Linked DNA regions of Mus musculus: region 2 is linked to region 1. A link is a contact called in public HiChIP or PLAC-seq data. All regions are on one chromosome and are shown on one strand. The core of a region is the stretch at or near the end of the contact, and the rest is flanking DNA. Distances in the headings are between cores, read along the strand shown. Region 1 overlaps E330012B07Rik (RIKEN cDNA E330012B07 gene). Region 2 has its middle 66 kb from the start of Far2.

The links. HiChIP or PLAC-seq counts read pairs in DNA pulled down with a chosen protein or histone mark.
Region 2: an H3K27ac HiChIP or PLAC-seq map of embryonic fibroblasts shows a contact between it and region 1, with 5 times the contacts expected there. The contact joins two enhancer-like sites. A contact is called at or near these places in 1 of 484 Hi-C or Micro-C datasets (adipose-derived mesenchymal stem cells) and 2 of 115 datasets of contacts at active chromatin or transcription factors (embryonic fibroblasts and fibro-adipogenic progenitors).

The regions. Positions count from the first base shown.
Region 1 is chr6:147,198,372-147,201,936 of GRCm38.p6, reverse strand. The region is part of intron 2 of E330012B07Rik (RIKEN cDNA E330012B07 gene); the gene reads right to left. Among named protein-coding and RNA genes, the nearest start is that of E330012B07Rik, 20 kb to the right of the region's middle. Within about 2 kb of position 1,801, at least 23 of the 459 cell types and tissues checked have an H3K27ac peak or open chromatin away from gene starts, as enhancers often do. A contact at or near this core is called in embryonic fibroblasts, where this site is marked.
Region 2 is chr6:147,979,382-147,983,098 of GRCm38.p6, reverse strand. No RefSeq gene overlaps it. Among named protein-coding and RNA genes, the nearest start is that of Far2, 66 kb to the left of the region's middle. Within about 2 kb of position 2,413, at least 16 of the 459 cell types and tissues checked have an H3K27ac peak or open chromatin away from gene starts, as enhancers often do. A contact at or near this core is called in embryonic fibroblasts, where this site is marked.

The sequences.
Region 1 (3,565 bases), core at 552-3,051:
TTATCAGTTGTCTACCTATGTAAGGATAAGTGGAAGGCCTTGCTTGGCCTAGCAGTGTCTTTCCCTAGACACACTAAGCAAACCTTTCCTTACCAGTGTCTGTGTAGACTGGTCAGAAGTCAGAGGGTGCTCTCTGTGGCCTCCGTGAACAAGAGAAAAAGTGATTTTCCACAGATGCAGAACATTTCTAGATATGGCCACAGTCCCCTGGGACCTCATTGGCCTTCACAAATGAGAGGAAAATATTTTCTTTTCAGTACCTCTGGCCACATTAGAATAGCCTTCGAGAATGTTATTAGACACACGTAAGATTTGTTACATCAGTCTGGTATTTATAACTACTATATAATATTTTAACTATCAGATGTTTCTGCTTTGTTTACTTTTGAGATTGTATTTTAATTACATTTCTCCCTTCTCTTTTCTCCCTCCCAACTCTCCCATACACCCTTATCCTACTCTCCTTCAAATTCATGACCTCTTCCTCTCAATTGTTATTGAATGCATATATGTACTCTCTATATATTCCCAAATATAACCCGTTGAGTCCGTAGAATGTTCCTTGTACGTATGTTTTCAGAGCTGACTGCTTGGCACTGGACGACCAAAGGGAGTGCTGGAGGCTCTCTACCTTGTTCCCACTTTGTTCTCTGCCTCCTGCCCAGGAATGAAGAGCTTAGTTACAGACATGTACTGTGAGCCCCTCCTCAGAGAACTTAAGGAGAGAGGACACACACACACACACTGCTGCCTCTTCAGCCCTAACTCTCCTTCTGAGTCCCTGCATGCTGTTTTCTGTCTCGTCTGTCTTCCCGTGGCACTAATAATGTTTCTAATAAGTTTTCACCTCTGATAATCTGTCTCAGTAGTCTCCTTGATCCTACATCCTAGACCTTTCAAAAAGAGAACACATTGAGTCATGAAAGTTTTGTTACATTACAAAATTTTATATCAACCACATAGATTTTGATAAATTTCCCCCCAAAAAAACATTCTAGCAAGAACTGATAATTAAACAGTCAAAGATATTGAAAAGACATGAAAAATGCTTTGTGTCAGATAAAATATCTCTAAGGAATATACATAAAAATTATTAGATTGTTACTATATTTTTTCTAGAAGTATTTTTAACTATGCAAGTTATGTATGTGTCATTTTTATTAAAGTTGTGATAATTATAAAATGGTAGGTATATATGTTTGTCAGATATCTTTGTTACATTTCTCTCCCATAATAGGAGTCACAGAAGACTCAACAGCAACCAGCAATAACAGTAACACCAGGTAAGCTCACCCTGTATGTGACAGAAAAAAATGTCGGAGTGTCAAATCTTGTCAATAAAGAATGGTAACTAATGACTTACATTTACAAAGTAAGTAAATTTTTTTAAATATACTTTTGCTAAATGTTCACAACAAACTCTTTAATCTGCTCATTGCTGGGAAATTTAAGATTAATTTGTATGAGTGTAGGGAAGGGAGGTGACTACTGGGCCCTTTGTTCCTCTTACCAGTGTGGCCACATTGGACAAATCTCCTTTCTCTGCTTTTCACTGTTATTTGTCTCTTTAACTGGCCTGTTGAGGACGAGTTTGCCAAGTCTAGCTTAAGGTGCCGGGGCCCAGGCTTTGACCTTAAAAACTCCAGTAGCAAGCATAGAAAAAAAAATCATTACACAAATATGCAAAGAGCACCCTGGAGGTTCTCTGAGAGGGAAGGCGGTGATGTCATGGCTGTGGCACGACCACCCTTGGCCGCTATGCCCAGGAGCATGACAGACATAAACAGCACCTCCACACTGAAACCCACGTCACCCAAGCCACATGAAATGCAGACTGTTGTGTGCCAATCTCACATCTGCACTCGCCCTTGCAGTCACCACACATCATTTCTGCTGCTGACTTTGCTGATGTGGAAGGAAGGTGAAGCTGGAGAGAGAGAAGCCCTTATGTCAACCAACCTCCCCAGTAATGAAGCTCATCCTAAGGACTGGGATCTTGGCTCTAAGAACATCCCAGGGCTGACATACCCAGGGCTTCTGGTAACTAACAAAGGTAGATAGATGTATGGTCTTGCTTCCATATCTCTGAGGCATCAACAGGAAGAGCTACTGATGCTGATGTCTGAAAAGAAACAGAGCCTTCCTCTAGGTGTGTGTGACCCACAGAAAGGGATAGAAGAGCCATGAATCACTTAAAAGGGTTTGCAGTGCACAGGATCTGATCCTGTCCTTTACTCCCTGTATAGCCTGGGGGAAATTACAAGTCCTTCCAAACTACAGTTTCTGTTTGTCAAGGTTAATGTAGGTTTAAGAAATCATCAAATCAAGCAGGATGTGTTAATGTCTTAATGGCCACTCCTGGCATGTGTTCAGTATGAGCTAACAGTGAGTCAGGCATTTGGGAGGAGATGGGGCAATTGGAAGATGCCATAATTAAGAGACTTTTAGCAAGACAGCAGGGCAGGTACAGCTTCAAGGATGGTGGGGTGCCTCCAGGCTGTAACCAGTGGTACCAGTCACACCCTTCAGCTTGAAGGAAACACCAAAGGAAGACTGAGGAACTCTGGTCTAACAGTAGCTATAGTTCCAAGCTAGGAAAATGGCCCACACTCATTCACTTCTCTCTAGCCTCCTGCCAGAGCGTTTAATTGGAGACAGTGGGAACTAGAGGGCATGAGTTTCCCCCAAGCCATCTCAAACCAGGATGGGGAAGGCTGAAGGGCAAATACCACACTGTGAGTATGGAGATCTGAGGCGGTAATACTAAAGAAACAAGCTCTAGTTACTAAGTGCAGATTTGTAGCAATTTAGTCCAAAGTTAAATTAAATCCTTACATCTTGAAGGAAACTTCTTTTCAAGACTCAGGAGGTGAAACAATATGTTCTCAGGGCAGGTGAAGGCTCCCTCCAACAAGGAAGCTCCTTAAGAAACAAAGGGAACAACTCAAAATAGCTTCAGGAAGTACCTGAAACTGATCAGATTTACTAGACCCCCCCCACACCACCTCCTTCCCCTAGAATATATAAGCAGTAAAGGCTGAATGTCAACCTCAGGCAAGCTGAACCGTTCAGGAGCAGCTCAGATCCAGCAGCCTAAGAAAAGTAGCAACTAGCCAGGCTGCCTGAGAGGCTATGCACTGGGATCTGACATCTTGATCTGACTGCAATGTGTTCTGTGTTTCCAGCTTTCATGAACTGCCACTCATGCTGGGGTGGGCTTTCAGAGCTTCGGCTGTCTTTGAGTCATTTCTGCTACTGTAAGTAACCCTGCACCCATATTCTGATAAGTAACAATGGTAAAAGTCTTTGGTTCACCAACTAGGACTTTGGTGGTATTCACGTTTTGGTCTGTCTTTGGCTCCCTATCTGGGGTGAGTAGATATTTATTCATGTCTCACAAGGAACAGTGCCTAAGGCTGTTATACCAACAATATGAACTAACCAGTAACCCCAGAGCTCCCTGGGGCTAAACCACCAATCAAAGAAAACACATGGAGGGATTTGTGGCTCTAGCTGCATATGTAGCAGAGGATAGCTTAGTTGGTCATCAATGGGAGGAGAGGCT
Region 2 (3,717 bases), core at 1,164-3,663, 780 kb before region 1:
CAGTGAAGAAAAGTTTCCCAAAAGTTACCTAGCAGACTTCTACTTCAGTTACTTTGGCCAGAAAGATGGAAGATGTTTGTATGTAGCTGCAAAGAAAGCTAGATAAATAAGTTTAGTTTCTTCACCTTCTGTGTCAGAGAGAAAGAGGTTAGTTAGTAGGACGCTAAGTGATCAGCAACAGGGTTACCAGAAATGAGGTCCTGTTACCAGGTTCTTAGAACTGCCTCCTCTGTGAGGCATTTCCACAGTTGCAAATATTATCAGCAGTGTTTACATAACTGTAGGAGAAAGTTAAGTACTTGGAACTTTAAGGTACAAAGCATTGTTTCAGCTTTAACTGTGCATGTCATAACTGGGTTTAGAAACCTCAGAAGACTATCTTATCACTATTGATTTCTGCTTAAATAGTTGGCCATTATTTATAGTTTAAAACTGCAAAACTTCTCAGAAGTAACAGTTGAAGGTAGCAATCAGGATTTTTACAATTTCTTGTGAGAGGACTTTTTAACGTGAATGATACATTAAGACAATGGAAGGAGTTGAATGTGGAAATGAAAGTCAGATCTGATCCCATCATAGTTTTGTTCTGAGCTCATCCTTATTTATAATTGGCCATCATGGTACACTTCCTATCTCTATGGTGGCCACTGGTTGAGTTGGATTCTTTGCTGCCCTTTTCAATATGGTAGACATATATGAGTGCATGTCCTATTCATCTCTCCTGGTGAAAACAAGTGGCTTTTCTTGGCATAGTTTGTTCTTCTTCTCCCCCTCCCCCTCCTCTCTCCCCCCTCCCCCCTCCCTTTCCCCTTCTTCTTCATGCCTCCCAATTCAGGACAATCTCCTTTCCCACTGACATCCTGTCTCCTGTCCAGGGACACTTCAAATGCTCTTTATCTCAAAATATTTCAGTAGACTGTCTTTGAATTCCTATCACAAGCGGCTTGAAAAACCAAATGTTGAGTCATATCTTCAGTAAGCCATCACGTCTTTTATCTTAGAGAATGACCATCTCCACAGTATCTATCATGGAGCTTCAACGTTATAGGTGCTCACATTTTTTTTTTTACATTTGTTGAGTTTTAAATTCTATTTGTAACAAAACTGACTTCTAGAGCAATTGAATGATAGAAAGTCATACACTGAACGACCTGAAAATCTTCCAATCCCAATACCAGCAACTGTCTGTTTTTTCAAAGGAGAGCTCAGATTTGACAAGTATCTGAGTTGTGATTACATTCTAGAAACCTGACTGAAAAGAAAAAAAATGAAGAAAAATAATATTCACTAGAATAGATAGGAAACAAGAATTCTGAGCATTTAACACACAGGAAAGTCTGGTGTCCAGCGATTTTCGTCAGTGATGTTTTCGATTGTGTGACCTCAGTGGCTTACCTCCGTTACTTGTGATTGCTGGTGTTTGCCCCTCTGTTGTAGCAACCGTTCCATCCAGTGATACCCACCAGCTGAGCCAGGTTCTTCATCCTTTGCTCAGAGAGTGGACGACTTAATAAAACTGTGCTGCTTCTACATAATGTTAAACATATGTCATATTTTTTTCCTGATAAGTCATTTGCTCCAGGCAAGGATATTCACAGTTATTTGCTGCTTGTCTCTGGAAATTAACTCAAAACAGAGCCATAACACATGGATAAATCGATCTGTTGACAGCAAAGAGACTACTGACCAAAGAAAAAGGTTTTTCAGTGGCTGTGGGTAACACCAGGCAAGATGATAATGATGATGATGCTGCTGCTGATGATGATGATGATGGAGGAGGAGGTTACAACTGGGTACTAACACAGAGAAGCCACCCTGATAAAGTCATTATGAATAAATGCCTCTAGAACAAGATAGAATTGTTAAAATGAATATAAATGGTGATTTCCATTTGTTTGTTTAGTTTTGAATTGAGATTTCTCTCTGCAGCCTAGGCTGGCCTGGGACTCACTATGTAGCCTAATCTGGAATTATGCTTCTATTTCAGGTGAGAGGCACCACAGCCCAGTTTTCTTCCCTACAAGCAGTCCATTAATCCTGAAAAATTCAAGTTTTAGGTTCCCCACACTTTATGTCAAGAACATGCAGTCTCTTTCTGTATTGATTCTGACCCAGTACTTTCTTACTTACAGACCTAGGAAACCCATGATCTCATAAGCAGAAACAACTCCAGACTGGGAATGAAATCATTGTGAAATTTTCAACCAAAGTCTAAAAATATTGTTGTACTAAGGGGATGCCAGACATAACCTCAGAGGTGTGGGGCTCCTAATTTTCACCCTCTGACACTTCAGGTGTTCCTGAGACTGTGTACAGCTTGGGAGTAGAAACCTGGAAAAAGAGAGTAAGGGAGAGATGTTCTAGAAGCCTTCCAGAAATCACTGCCACCCCAGCAATTAGAACCTCCAGTCACAACATTTTCCACTGAATCTTATCCCAAAATCTATCCCACAGATAGGACAAGTCTTGAAGCTGTGACGCCTTTGCTTCGGCTGAGGTTCTACTCAGATCTGTGAAGCTGTCTAATTACACCTGTGGAACCCTGACTCCTTGCTTGCTGGAGACCGGGTTGCTGATCTAGAGAATGAGATCTCTTCTGTCAAGGTATCAGTATATTGTCCAAGTCTTTGCTTCTGAAATAGCCTGAAATAATTTTGTAGGCAAACTCCATAGACATTATTATATTTTATTATAGTAGAAAGAACCACAAGACATTAGTCACAGCTAGCTGCATTCCTATGTCATGAAAGCATGTATTACTTATGTGTCTGCACTAAAGAGCAGTTCCATTTCCCCATCTTTCCCAAGAACAGCAAATCTTCCTGTCCTTACACTATCATCTATCCAGTGCCACAAGGATGCTCTGGGCCAGGGTTCTTCAGAAGTCCCTGGTTTGAACCTTCTGGGGCTTTGTGTGCCTTTCATCCGCACTTTATTGGCAGCCTAAAATTTCAGTATGGAGGTCTGTGAACCAGGAGAGACCCACCAGACCCACCAAAGCTCATATTTCTGTGAGACTCATGTTGAAAACACTCTCATCACAGTGTTCTTGGGTAGCCTTGAATAAGATGGTCAAGCCCATAGTGGACAGAAAACAAACCATTCACTTTTGGTATGTTTAATTATTTTTATTTTTTCTAAAGCAAGACCACACTAAGTTCCTGGCTGTCCTGGAACTTGCTCTATAGACTGGGCTAGCCTCAAACTCTCAAAGACCTATCTGCCTCTGCCTCTTGAGTGGTGGGATTAAGGGTGTGTACCACTGTTCTTGGAAGTGAGTAATTCTATGCCTCTTGAAATGTCTTATTGTGTGATAAATGTTAATAATGTTGAATAATCTAAAAAACACAGAAATTACTAAGTTTGTGACAGCTCTGAAGTAGAAACTTGGGAAATATTTCAGATGATTATAAGAATCCCGAAAATGAGGCATAAAGCTGTCTGGCTCCCAGTATCTTCAGATATAATAATTCACGTGCTGATTTGGTTAGTGTTTTGCATCCACATCATAGATATGCATTTGCATTTCATTTACATGTTGGCTTATTCTTAGTTTGTATTTGGTGGTTCATTTTCTATCTTATGAGTGGGTTTCCAGGTGTTAAGAGAAATGTCTCAGCTTTCACTTTGTTTCATTTCATAGTTATTTTGAAGCTGCTAGAGAGTAGGAATCAGATGAATAGAACCTTACATTTCTAGTTTTCTAAGCGGAGGTTT